Linked DNA regions of Mus musculus: region 1 is linked to region 2. The links are chromatin contacts, called in public Hi-C maps. All regions are on one chromosome and are shown on one strand. The core of a region is the stretch at or near the end of the contact, and the rest is flanking DNA. Distances in the headings are between cores, read along the strand shown.

What was found. A called contact is a pair of places that touch in the nucleus more often than the background predicts.
Region 1: a Hi-C map of uterus shows a contact between it and region 2, with 4 times the contacts expected there. The contact joins the promoter of E330013P04Rik here to the enhancer-like site in region 2. A contact is called at or near these places in 12 of 39 promoter capture datasets (the 3T3-L1 cell line, 3T3-L1-derived adipocytes, the HPC-7 cell line and 9 more), 6 of 484 Hi-C or Micro-C datasets (embryonic stem cells, nephron progenitors and uterus) and 1 of 115 datasets of contacts at active chromatin or transcription factors (embryonic fibroblasts).

What each region holds. Positions count from the first base shown.
Region 1 is chr19:60,141,435-60,148,776 of GRCm38.p6, reverse strand. E330013P04Rik (RIKEN cDNA E330013P04 gene) reads right to left here and starts at 4,102. Exons shown (of 5, transcript NR_026942.1): 1 at 3,942-4,102.
Region 2 is chr19:60,028,172-60,034,933 of GRCm38.p6, reverse strand. No RefSeq gene overlaps it. Among named protein-coding and RNA genes, the nearest start is that of Gm41879, 7.5 kb to the left of the region's middle. Within about 2 kb of position 4,488, at least 6 of the 459 cell types and tissues checked have an H3K27ac peak or open chromatin away from gene starts, as enhancers often do. A contact at or near this core is called in uterus, where this site is marked.

The DNA.
Region 1 (7,342 bases), core at 2,853-5,352, 110 kb before region 2:
GGCGCTTCTCACCCCGACCCCCTCCTCTCTCCTCACTAGTGCCTCTGTGCTCCACCCCCCCCCACTCCAAAGTGGGTCCATGCATGGGTGATCTGAGTGGCCCAGAACGGGCATGTGGGTGCCAGGGCTCAGCCTTTGGAAACCACAGTGGGAAACAAGAATCCCGCTTTCCAGCCCATTAGGGTTAATGCCACTTTAATTAGCAATTGCCGGGAAGCCTGAGAGTGCTATTTAATGGGCCATTTCTAGGATAAACTGGTGCCCCACAGACAGACCCAGTATATACGACCACTCCAATGAGAGACAGTTGAAGAAATGGGGATTTGGAAAACAACTCACTGTTGGTTCTGAAGGGAAGTGACCACTGGAATGGCCCCCATCTGGGATTTCTGCACAGAAGTGCACAGTTACTGGAGCAATGCTATTTAACACTTACAGTGTTCCTCACAACATCCCTTGAGAAGATTCTTCTATCAACCCACTTCACAGATGTAGAAATGGAGGCATAGAGAAGTTAAGTGCCTCACCCAAGGCCACAGAGCAGGGTTTCTAAGCTAGTACCAAATACACACATGAGACCTATTATTTTTCCTGTCTGGTGAACTCCATACAGGGCTGTGGCCTAAGGGACTTTCATAGTGTATCTGAGGCAGACACACCAAAGACTGTGCTAAGAACCTAAGAAAGAAAATGGGTTCTCACAGACTTGCCAAAGATTTGGGAGAAGTCATTGTTTTCCACTGGCAGAGGAAATATAGACACAAGGTATGTCCCTTATAGATCACAGGTCAGAACTCTTGTTGTTATTCAAAAAGTATATAAAGTAAACTGGAGAAACTCACTTGCTAAAATACCCCTCTCCCCGACATGTGTCACACACACACACACACACACACACACACACACACACACACACACACACACACAGTGCTTCTGAGATTCCTCCTACCTAGAGTCTGAGTCCACAGAGTTCAACTTAAGTCAAAGGCCACTTAGGGGTTTAACTTTTAAGACACCAGAGTGTATAGAGACCCCAGCCAGTTCATTGTCATTCGCTAATTTTACTCTCCGGGGCAGGCACAGTAACTTGTCACTGTTTTGGGTGTAGAGAAGCTAAAAAGAGGATCTTATGGGACAACCATAGACAGGCATCCCAAACTCTTTGCAATTCAATTTGTAAAGTATGTGTGTGGGGGTGGGGGGAGGGAATGACCCCACTTGTGTCTGAGCATGAGTGTTCGAGAAAGTGAATGGCTTTTCACTGATAATTACTGTTATTTTCTCTGAAGAGGGTTTGTCAGAGAAGCTAGCAAAGCTTACTACTGAAGTCTCTTACCTTGCAGGCCTCCCTCTGTGGCCCTGTGTTTAGCTCTGATAATCTTGTCCTCTGATTCTTAAAACAGGTCTCTAGATATATCGCATAGGCTTCAGGCACCTGGAACCTGGATCTACCCAGGGTTTCCCGGGAAAGGAAATGGCAGCGTGAGCAAACCGGAGCAGCCTTGCCTGGCTCAAAGGTGAAGTTTCTAATTTATGGTATATCGTGCTTGTGTGTGGAGTCTCCTTACAGCCTGTGCTTCTTAAAGAAGCCCTGGGCAACCTGGGTCCATCTGTTACTCCTACTTGTTGAAGACAGAAGCATGCTGTGACTCATTGCAGGGGCTTGTAGTTCCCAGAGCACCTAGCACAGCCTGGGTTATTTGTTGAATGAATGAAGTATAAACCAAGCGCTGGCACCTTAGAGCTCATAGATAAGAAAGGTCATAATGACCTGAAGCAGACAGGTGCAGTCCATGGAAATCTGGTGTGAAAAACAAACCCGTGTGGGGGCCTTGAATCAGAAACCTGCCGTATCTGGGAGGCTGTGGAATGTGGGAGGGCGCTCCCCACATGCAGGAAGCTGCCATTCTCAACTTGGGTTCCTATTCACTTCGGTGTGTCTGATAACAAACGGGTATATCTTCCTTTTCTAGCCTCCACCATGTTCTCATTTTCCCAGCTTGCAAACAATGCCTATGTCAAAGCAGAACCCCAAACATAAGCAGAATCCAGCTAGGGGGTGAACCGTGCCCCCAGGCAGGGCTTTGGGCAAGAGGGGGAGATGCTCAGACCCAGATTCCACATGCTGTGTAGACTCCAATTACCCAAGGACTTAGAGATCAAACAGCCCAACTGTGCTGCACAATGAAGGAGGAGGTCTTAATTTTACCGTGTGCTACACCCTTCCAGCCAGACTGTGAGAAACAATGCATTCCCTTTATGTTCTCCGGAGCACAGAACCTCCCTGAGATTGTCTTGTGTTATCTCAGCAACATCTCTCTAACGTGGACAGGAGGGAGACTTAAGGCGTCTGAAAGAACCGAGTGATTTCCTCTGGCCTGGAGTGAACATCCCGGCAACCAAAGACAGCTTTAGCAGAACGGCTCATTCCTACTTGGCCTGTGACGGAATAGGATATTAATGTTATTTATTTTTAGTTCCAGATCTGTATTTTAAGGTGTTTTATTGGTTTATGGGAAAATGGGTTTGCGTGAGCTGAGCTATGGTATAGGACTTGATGTATATAAAGCATGTATGAAAAAGCTTAGAAAATAGCATGGGCCAGATGTTAGAATATTGCAAGTTTTTGTTTTCTTTCTTTTCATGGTACAAACAAGGTTTTTGATGAATCATGGTACTGCCAAAAAAAAAAAAATCTAGAAAAAAATTCCTTTCAATTTTACCCACTGAGCCATCAACCAACCAGCCCTCCCTTTAAATTTTAACATGGAACAACATTTGGGAAATTGAATATTTAACATTGAGAAAAGCGGACATCTTTGAATTTCACTTGGTAGACATTTTAGCAGGCATGCCACAGTAGAAACACAAACCCACAGTTTTTATTTATTTTTATGAGCCAGTATTTTTTTTATTCTTTCAGTTTCCAGATAGTGGATTCAAAAATTTCAAACAGTATTCAAAAGGAGATAATGATTCTTAGAATTTTTTGACACAGGGGCTTCACTTGAGTAATAATCGGATACCCTACATCGACACTCTTCACAGACTTTGCTAAATATGAGCACTGGAGATGTCTCAAGTCGATCAGTGTTTCCATGGAAATAGATAACCCTTAGATAAGGCCTGAGAAACAGGGTTTGAGATGCTGTGAACCCCAGTCCCAGCACAGGAGAGAGATCAGAGTTCCGAAGACAAATGTGTATTTCTGTAGGATGAGTGTTTTCTCCGAAAGCATTAAGGGCGAGGACAATACTATCGTAGGGTTTTTAATCTTGGAAATAAGAGAGTAAATTACTTTGTACCTTATGCTTTTCAAGAGTGGTTAACCCAGCTTTGGAAGCAATGCTTCCTATTCCTAAAGGCAATAAGAACACTAGCTTAGAAAACTTGTGAATTACGGCTTCCCTGGCTGTGAGTTCCTAAGCTATTTATCTTAATTTTAGTTATCTTCTCTCATTCCAGTACTGCACTACATCCACACACATTTAATGATGTTTGTGAAATTCATAGCTAACTGTCTTGTATCACTTGGGGCTGCCTGGACATTACTTTTTGCTAATACTTTCTGCAAGAAGAACTCTCAAAGTCTGCACTCTACTTTGGACTTTTAACAAGAATAAACCTACAGAGCTGTATTTCTATCACTCCTTTCTGACTAAATCAATATTTGACTGGAATAGCCCCCATGAAAAGTCTGATTATTGAATATTGTGAAATCCACATCACTGTCCACAGCCGAGAGCAGTCCTCCTGCCCGTGGGTAAGAATTAAGATGTCGCAGGCAGGAATCAACACAGGATACTGGATTAAGTGAAGCTTTTTTCCCCCGTGTGTTAGAGCAAGTTTTATGAGTTAGAGAAGTCGCTGCCAGGCCGTGGTTTCTACACACAGGAGTAGTCTCTGCTGGGAAAAAGGGTTACAAAAGTCACCCGGCTTACCTTGCTTGTCACCACAACTCTGCAGGCGCGAGTGTCTCCAGTCCCACAACAGTTTAACTCACATGGATCCAGGAAGAAACCATTTCTCTGACCGATTACATCTTGGTTGCTCCCAAGGATACAGGGCTTTTGGGAAACACTGTGCATGCGTTCTTCGGTGGTTCCTCTCAATTTAAAGGCTGAAAGATGGGCAAGTGTCCAGTGGCTGCCCGACGACCGGGACAGGAATTCGCAACAGTAAGGCTTGTTCAGAAAGGGTTTCCCGTGACACAGCACAGTTTCACAGCAGCCACTAGATGGCGCATGAGAACCACTTGTGTCAGGCACCAACGCAAATGATCAGGTCTGTTCACAGCGAACCAAAAAAGTCCGAAAACAATCCTTCCCAAACTACTTTTCTAATAGGTTATTATCACCATCTCAGTGTTTACACGAAACCTAAATGGTCTTGATTTGTTTGGTGACTGTAGGGGAATCCTCCACAGAATATCCCGGTCAGATTGTAAACGTGGCATTTTAAATCTTTATTAAGTCAGAAAAGGGAATTGAGACAGACAGGAGCAACTAAATCTACCTATTTAGTACTGAACTTCAACAAAAGTTTTCTAAGTGTCTACTGGGTGGGAATGTTACTTAAGCTTCTTAAATGGTAAAAGAACATTCTATTACCCGGAAGAAAAATAAAAACCAAAATAACAACAACAAAAACAAAACAAACAAACAAACAAAAAAACCCAAAGTACCAGCAGCAAAAACGGTACCATCAATTTCACATTGTACAGAATGTCAAAGATATGTTAGACCTACACATAGCTCTGGGACTTCAGTAGTTGAATTTAAATTTTTTTTTCTATTTATTTATTTGAACGTGTGTGAGCTCATGTCCTACTGTGAAGGTCAGAGGGCAACTTGAAGGAGTCTGCTTCTCTTTCCACCATGTAAGTCTTGGGGATTGACATCATGTCCTGAGGTTTGGTGGCAAGTGTGTTTACAGTGAGCCAGCCATCTTGCCAGTTCATCATTTCTTGATGTAGAACAAATATGAATGTCAGGGACAAAAACCAAAGCAAAACCAAACCAAACCACAACTGCAACAACAAACCCCCTATAATCTCAGGACTTAGCTTATAATTTTTTTCCCTCTTAGAGCCAAGGATAACTCTCTTTGCCTTAGTAAATGTAAACTCCTATACAGAAAATACTGAAAGAGACAAAGTTACAGTGGAAGCAGTTTTTGTTTTTCTTTTGTGTTTGTTGTCATCAAATATAAAATTATGACACTTCTAAACCCACCTTCTGATAAACATTAATAGTAACAGATCTTATAGAAATATTCAGAGGGGAAAATCCTCAAGAAAACATCTTCAAGTTGATTTTGAAAGTTCTGAAGATGACTCAAAAGTCTCTGAAATATGTTTACTAGAAAGTCAGTGGCTTAAAACAAACAAACTAGGGGCAGCTTTTCTCTTTCACCCTCCTTAAAGTAGGTGTGATATTTCTTCTGAGGCAACCTGGAGCCCAGAGTAAAGACTGCTCTCATTTTTAGATCACTGGTTGTTTGTTTGAACTGAAGAATTAGTTGCATTTCAAAATAAGGACATGCCTAATGAAATGATTAAAACACACAGAGCATTAAATTATAAGCAGATGGGAGAGAAGTGGGTAGGGGGGTGGCCTTGCTGGGGACCTGAGTCCAGGGGAGCTGGCAGCTTTGGGGATTCCTATAGCAGACAGTTGCTTAAGCAACAGAGAGCAGAAAAACTACCTTGGAAGGCAAATCTCTCTCTCTCTCTCTCTCTCTCTCTCTCTCTCTCTTTCTCTCTTTCTCTCTCTCTCTCTCTCTCTCTCTCTCTCTCTCTCTCTCTCTCTCTCTCTCAGATATCTATGCAACAAGGCCCCTGAGGGGATAGCCATTATTAATACATAGAAGGACTTGGAGAAGCGGGACCAGGAGCTGCTTCAGGGGTGAAGAGCTGAATCCAGAGGTCCCGTGTAGGAGTGAATTAAGCAGAGTCTGGGATTCTGATCTTCATCTTTGGAAGAAAGAAACCCTAACTGTTGCTTAGCTCCAGTTATTTGTGAAATACCTTCTTTTCTGAAACTTACCATTTAGCATGCTACTCTGTATATTTAGAAGGTAGGGGCTTGGTAGGACAGAGTTTTCAGCAACTGAAAAAGAAACTCTGAATGGAAGGGGCGTTGTTTTCAGACTGCGTGGATAATCAGCTAGGGGTACTATGTAGTTGACATATTCCATCAGGGTTTAATCTTAAATTTCTATCCACTGGTTCCTTGACAGCCAACCTTTAAAAGGAACATTAAGTGTGTGCCATGTTTCTATCTTCCCTGGATACACAAGAGTAATTCTTGCCCATCAGAGCTGTCTTCCTGAAAGTAACACGGACTTGCTCTGACTAGGTTAATGGATGTAGGAATAGAGATGAAGAAAACACACCCTCTAAGAGGTCATCTAGTTTTTGCAAGGCTTCTTGCCTTCCTCTGTTGTTTGTCATCTTTGTTCTAGATGTCTTCTAGGAAGAGGGCAGCATAGTTGCCATGATTTTAGCTTGTACCTAGGGCCAGCTATGCTCTTCTTGAGTGTAGCAGGAACAGCACAGCTGCCTCTGCATAAATGCCAGGGCTGCATAGCCTCAAAGGCATCCCCTGCGGGAGGACCTAACTGAGGACTGCCTGAGATACCAAGGATTGCTGACGCAGACAATGCCAGCCAATTGGGAACTGCTGTTTAGAAGAGGTGTTTTCTTGGGACCAATGGTGGTGTAGGTGGAGAGTATTAAAGGAGTTTGCAGCAGCAGCAGCAGCAGCAGCAGCAGCAGCAGCAGCAGCAGCAGCGTTCATAAGAGTTTGCTGCAGATCCAGAGTCTGAGTCACTAATTCTGTGCCACCTCACCTCCAACCCCCCAAGGGCAGGTAGGGTGGGGCAGTGAGTAGTGTAAGGCATAGGCAGCAAATGAGGGCAAGGGTTACCTCTAGAGATGAAGTAGGTACTTACATTAATAGCAGAAAGAATACCCCGATACAAGTTGTTTTACACACACACACACACACACACCCCGAGAAGAGCTTCTGCATTGTTTCTTGCAGGTAAGGCTCTTCCCCCTCCACCTACCTGCCCCTCATGTTGCTTACTGAGTTTTCAATGGTGTGCATCTGTGTCTGGTATCACAGTGGGAAGTACCTCTCTGGGAGCCCAACAGTGACTGCACAATCATCCTTTCTAGAGTCAGCCACCAAGGGAAGGGGCAAGGGGCTGACATTATACTGCCTTGTGCCCATCAGAATGTTCAACCCCAAACCTAGCAGGGGACATAAACAAATGTTTAGAGCCTGCATCTTGTTTCTCCATGCCACACTCACCAGGGAAGCCAGGTGCAGTGGGA
Region 2 (6,762 bases), core at 3,239-5,738:
TTTAGCTCCTTTGTCAAAGATCAAGTGGTCATATGTGTGTGGGTTCATTTCTGGGTCTTCAATTCTATTCCATTGATCTACCTGCCTGTCACTGTACCAATACCATGCAGTTTTTTATCACAATTGCCCTGTAGTACAGCTTGAGGTCAGGCATGGTGATTCCACCAGAAGTTCTTTTATTGTTGAGAATATTTTTTACTATCCTATTTTTTTTTTGTTATTCCAGATGAATTTGGAAATTGTTCTTTCTAAATCTATGAAGAATTGAGTTGGAGTTTTGATGGGGATTTCATTGAATCTGTAGATTGCTTTTGGAAAGATGACCATCTTTACTATATTAATCTTGCCAATCCATGAACATCAGAGATCTTTCCATCTTCTGAGATCTTCTTTAATTTCTTTCTTCAGAGACTTGAGGTTCTTATCATACAGATCTTTCACTTGCTTAGTTAGAGTCACACCAAGGTATTTTATATTATTTGTGACTATTGTGAAGCTTGGAATACCCAAGATGCAATTCATAAACTACATGAAATTCAAGAAGAAGGAAGACCAAAGTGTGGATACTTCTCTTCTTCTTAGAAGGGAGAACAAACACCCATGGAAGGAGTTACAGAGACAAAATGTGGAGTAGAGACTGAAGAAATGACCATGCAGAGACTGACTCACCTGGCGATCTATCCCATATACAATCACCAAACCCAGACACTGTTGTGGATGCCAACAAGTGCTTGCTAACAGGATCCTGATATAACTTTCTCCTGAGAGGCTCTGCCAGTGCCTGACAAATACAGAAGTGGATGCTCACAACCATCCATTGGACTGAGCATAAAGTACCCAATAAAGGAGCTAGAGTAAGGATCTGAGGAGCTGAAGGAGTTTGCAGCCCCATAGGAGGAACAACAATATGAACCCCCAGAGCTCCCAGGGACTAAACCACCAACCAAAGAATAGTCATGATGGGACTCATGACTCCAGCTGCATATGTAGCAGAGGATGGCCTAGTTGGACAACAGTGGGAAGAGAGGCCCTTGGTCCTGTGAAGGCTCTATGCCCCAGTGTGGAGGAATGCCAGGGACAAGAAGGGGGAGTGGGTGGGTTGGTGAGCAGAGGGAGGGAGAGGGGATAGGAGGAGGGGATAGGAGGAGGGGATAGGGGCCAGGTGTTTTTTGGCAGGGAAACCAGGAGCGGGGATAACATTTGAAATGTAAGTAAAGAAAATACCCAATAAAAAATTTAAAAAAAGGAATATGTCTGAGTTGTTCACTGTTAACCCTGGCAAGGACATCAGCATTAGCTTAGAGAAAAACTCTTTACAGAGTTTGAGTTTTATGAAGGATTTCCAAGATCCCAGATGTTCAATACAATGGCCTTGGCTGTTTTGTTTTGTTTTCCTGGCAGGACTGTGTTTCCCAGTATGAGCTGATCTATACTTTCCCACAGTCTCTTCTGGGAATAGAATGAATGAGTCAACACATTACATTCTACTCCGTTCCTAAAACACAGTTTCCTGGTACTCAAAAGGAAATGTTCGGGTGACCTAGCACAAGGTGCTTCCTTTGTATCATTGGCACCAATGAGAATTAGCAGGGTTTCATTTGTTTGTTTGTTTGTTTGTTTGTTTGTTTGTTTGTTTAGGCTAGAGAGTGGAAGAAAGAAGCACCCAGTAACAATGTAATGGGAATTGAAATTTCCAGTTTCTCCTATAGAGAGAGGTTAAAGGATTGGCCAAGAACTCTATCTAAGAATATGAATGGACCTAAAGAACCAAGTGATGAATGGTCAGGGATACTGTTCTCACTTTAGAAGATGATTGACATAATAGGTATGGATGACATCATAAGGAATGAAGAGATGCCCCCCCCCCCCCAGAAACTGGAAGGGAAAGAAGCTTTGGGGAGGTAATTTCTTTGATCCAGGGAAAGAAAAGAGGAGACAGTGTCTGCCTAGATGGATGGATAGAGCTCGTATACCTTGTTAAGCTGACTCCCTGCTGAGCAGATCCTGAGGGGAAGACACCTAGCAGTTCACTGTGGGTGCTGAATTCTGTTTAGAGATAAGCACACTTGTGCATGGGACTGTCAGTCCTTCAGCTATTATCAACTTTCTGTTCCTGCCCATGTTGTCAACAACTTTGAGCTGGTGGAGCTCCGGGAAAGGACAGACATGTTCTGAGTGAGATGAAGACAGAGAAAGGACAGCAACCCAAGCCTCATAATGATAAGAGTCCAGAAGGAGCAGACTCCCTCCAGAAAAAGGGAGTGCACCACAGCTCTAGGGGAGTCTCAGCAAGTGTTTAGATGAATGGTTGGATGAATAAGTGGATACTGGAACTACCAGAAGGGGATCACTTAACTTCCAAGAGCTTGTAGTATGTTTGAGAGGGTGTTGAGCCATTAAGACAAGTTTGAAAGACTTGGAGGATATCTAGTCTATAAACTGTTAAGATCTAGAAACTTCAAAAGCACTAATATGAAGCTAAGAATGAGGTTGGGGTGAAAGGCTGAGGGTAGCTCTCTGAGAAAACAGTGTTTTACGCTTCTAAATAATGACCATCTGTTTCTGAGTAGGAGACACATAATCTATCTTACTTGGTTCTTTACACTCTCCATCACATTTGAAATAGAGAGATATGGTTTTATATGCGAGCAAACGTATCCAATGGCCTTTCCTCTCAGATGCTAAAAGCTATCATGTGTCACCCAAGGTGGTGTAGACAGGAGTTATTAAAACTCATGACCGTGGTGTATTAATAACTGGTCCAGTCATTCATTGAAACTCACAAATGCTTTAGTTATTTTCCTCATTGCTGTGACAAAATATCGGAATGCAGTTTAAGGAAGGAAGGGTTTGTTTCAGCTCAGTATTTGTGAGTGTAGTCTGCCATGGTGGGGAAGACATGCTGACAGGAACATGGTGGGATCATGCTGTATTGGTCATACTGTATCTGATCAGGAATCTGTGAGGGGACAGGAAATAGCTCTAGGTTATAAACATTGAGGTCTTCTACCAGTGACATACTTCTTGTGAGGCTCCACCTTCTAAAGTTGCCACAACCATCTTTAAAATAAATATTTATTTTGTATTTAATTATATATATGAATATGTGTCTGTATAGGGTATGCACAATAAAGTAGCCAAAAGAGGACATTGAATCCTCTTGGAGCTGGAATTACATGTTAACTTGCATGCTGGGAACCAAACTTGGATCCAATGTAAAAGCCCTGATTTTACAACCTTTTACACTTTAAACTTTTAGATAATAACTGAATAAAGTCACCATTTGCTCTGCCCCAGAACTATGGTCAAACGTGGGCCCACAGCTGAAGAGAATGGAGACAATAAATCCTTAATGCAATGATCACAGTATTTCTCCTGTAGCACACTCTGTATTAGTGACTAAAGTTATCCCCAAATGAAGCGTATGAGAAAATAAAAGACTTTTAGTGACAGTATTAAAATATTAGCTTCCCATATTCAAGCATTATAATGGTGTGTTATTACTTAGAGCAGTGCATTTTGAGTTAGGTCATCTGCAAATAGATCTCTGAAATAAGAAAACTAAACTTCCCTCGGCCCCGTGGCTCCAAACCAGGTGCAGTTTAGTCTATCAGGACATGTGGTTGTCGTACTTGAGCAGTGCTGTTGATGCCTAGGTGGAGAGGCAAGGATGCTGCTAGACATCCTTCAGTGGTGATGTTGGGCCCCATACCAGGAAGTACCTATCCAATACTGTCATTTGTTCTGTGGTTGGGAAATGCTATCTTGTAGTGAAAAGATGAGGTGCTTTCAACTATGCATCCTTTTTTTCATCCACCCACTCATCTGCCTGTTTATCCATCCATCAACCATCTGTCTGCTCACTTATCCATATATCTACTCATCTATCCAAATACCAGCCACCCATCCATTCCTCCTCCAACCACTCCTCCAACATGTATGTATCTGCTAACCCATACACAAGGAGTCATGTAGGCAGGTGTTCTCTTGTTCCCATTACCACCTGAATTTGGCTTTTTGAATGTCAATGACTGATCATCCTTCTCATCTATATTCTCCAAAAAATATCCTATTTTATGTACCCACAGGCCACCAGGCCTCTGCATTCCACAATTCCCAGTCTTTCCCAGTTTTTCTGTTTTATAGCTCATTGAGGTCACTTGTCCTCCTGGCTATTGGCATAGTGCAATTGAGCCTGCAATCTACTGAGAGAAGAAATAAGAAATGACTTCACAGGCAAAACATTTACCTGGCACGCTCAGTGGGTCCAGCCAGCTCTGTGATAGCCTTCAAGTCTGGTTAGTGAGGTATGCCCCTCTGGAGAGGGGTGAGAAGGCTGAGTTCTCTAAAGGCTCTGCCAGGCCAAACTTCCTGGAGAAAAATTCGCTATCCATAAAGCACATTTTAAGCAACACCAAAGTGCACAGTGACCCATAGCTTTCTCCTTCTGAACAAATTGTTTAAAGACCAAGATGTGTTGGGGAGATACTGGGCACTGGAGAATTAGCAGCAGGTGCTATTTATAGAGCCACCACGCTCTGCAGAGTTCCCTCTGCCCAGGGAAGGCTATTAATCTTCTCCAGCAAGAGAGAAAAGAAGTAATAAACTCAATAATGATTTAGAGCAAGGGGAGAGAGAGAAAGCACTGAGGCTAATACTAAGGTGGATCTAAGCCAAGAGATGAGCTTCTCTCTGTGGAAAATAACACACACACACACACACACACACACACACACACACACACACACACACACACACAATATGGACAGGGATGCATACTCTTCCCTTTGTCATCTCTGAACTCACTTCTATTTATCTTCTTTTTTGTAAATTATTTTGTTAATTTACATTCTACAAGTTGCTCCTCTTGGTTCCCTTCCCCCTCCCCACACCCACCCCCGTTCATCATCCCATCCTCCTTACCCCACTGCCTCTGAGAGGGTACTCCCCCAGCTGTCCACCCACTCCCACCCCACTTCTGCCAGCATCCCTCTTCCTTGGGGGCATCCAGTTTCCACAGGAATAAACACTTCCTCTCCCACTGAGGCCAGACAAGGCAGTCCTGTTCTACCCATGAGCCCAGGGGCATGGCCTGGCTCGTGTATGCTCGTTGGTTGGTGGCTTAGTCTCTGGGCGCTCTGAGGGAACTGTTCTTATTCCTATGGAGTTGTAATCCTCCTCAGTTCCTTCAGTCCTTCCCCAAACTCTTCCACAGGAGTTCCTGACCTCAATTTAACGTTTGGCTGTTAAGTATCTGCATTTGTCACAGTCAGTTGCTGGTAGAGCCTCTCAGGACAGCCATGGTGGGCTCCCCTCGGCAAGCACAATATAACATCAGTATTAGTGTCAGGGTTTGGTGTGTGCACATGAGATGGATCTCAAGTTGGGTCAGTCACTAGGTGGCCTTTCTTTCAGTCTCTGCTCCATTTTTTTTGTCCCTGAATTTCTTTTCGATTGGAACAATTCTGGGTCAAAAATTTTTAGATGGGTGGGTGGACCCCTTCCTCAAATGGGGGCCATGCCTATCTACTGGAAGTGGTCTCTTCAGGTTCCATCTTCCCACTGTTGGGCATTTTGGCTAATGTCATCACTTACCACTGAGTCCTGATAGCCCCTCCCATCCCAGGTCTCTGAGATTTTCTAAAGGTTCCCTCCACACCCTACCCTATACTGCTGCATGTTTTGATTCATTCTCCTGGCCCTCTTGGGCTTCTCTTGCAATCCCAATCTATTTACATTCTTAAGGCAACGAAATGGCTCTTCATTTTTAATGTCTGACAGACATGGTCTTCAAATGCTGTCTAGACATGCCACACTTAAAAAGCTAAGGCATGTGGGATTGACTGATCCTTACAGTCATTACACTAACATTCATGTTTCAGTATAGTTTATTTATATGCTGATGGGGAAAGTTTAGAAAAGCTGGAAGAAAAGGTTTGTCTTCATATATGAAGAGTCGGCCAAGGACAGCAGCATTAAAGCAATTGTTTATTCAAAGATTTGCATGAAGAAACTCACCCTTTTCCCTGAAGTTCTTGTGGATCACACACATATTAGGAATGTCACAGAATCAATTTTCTTGAAGGTAACTCATTTTTTTTTGAAAAGTTGAAAATGAATGAATAGCTTCCCCCCCCCCAAAAAAAACAAAAGTGATTGTTCTTTGTTGTGCTCTGGTGTCCTGGTGAGAGTCCTCATTGAAGGCAATTCTGCAGTTCTGCCTTTTAGCATGTGAAGTATTCATTATTCCTTGACACCAACCAGAGACTATAGAAAGAAGGAGAGACCTGGGTATCCAGACAGAAAACAGGTCTTACCACACAGCCAATATGAAGTTTGAATGCTTGTGAAATCCGTTGTTAAGGTGGGGTTGGAGATTAGTGTGTAATAAATTACACATGGCTGCCTTTCAGATCTTAAGAGCTGAAACTTACTCATTGCCCAGTCTGTCTGAACGTTCAGATAGATGACCATGGCACAGAGATAGCAATGAAGATGCTCAAAGCACACCGCTGTAGAGTATAGCTTTGCACTTGCTGGTGTACAAGGGACAAATGTGCTGGGCAAAAACCCTAAAAACACTTATTTACATTAACAAAAAATAGATATGGACTTGATGTAAGGGGAGAAAAGGGTAACACTTGAGAGTCTCTTAGGACTGGAAAACACAAGATTTTCTATTTGACTGTGACCTAAGACAGAGTCTTGAGGACTTGAATTTAGGTCCCCAGATTCCATGTAAACAAATCCAGGGTGGTGGTA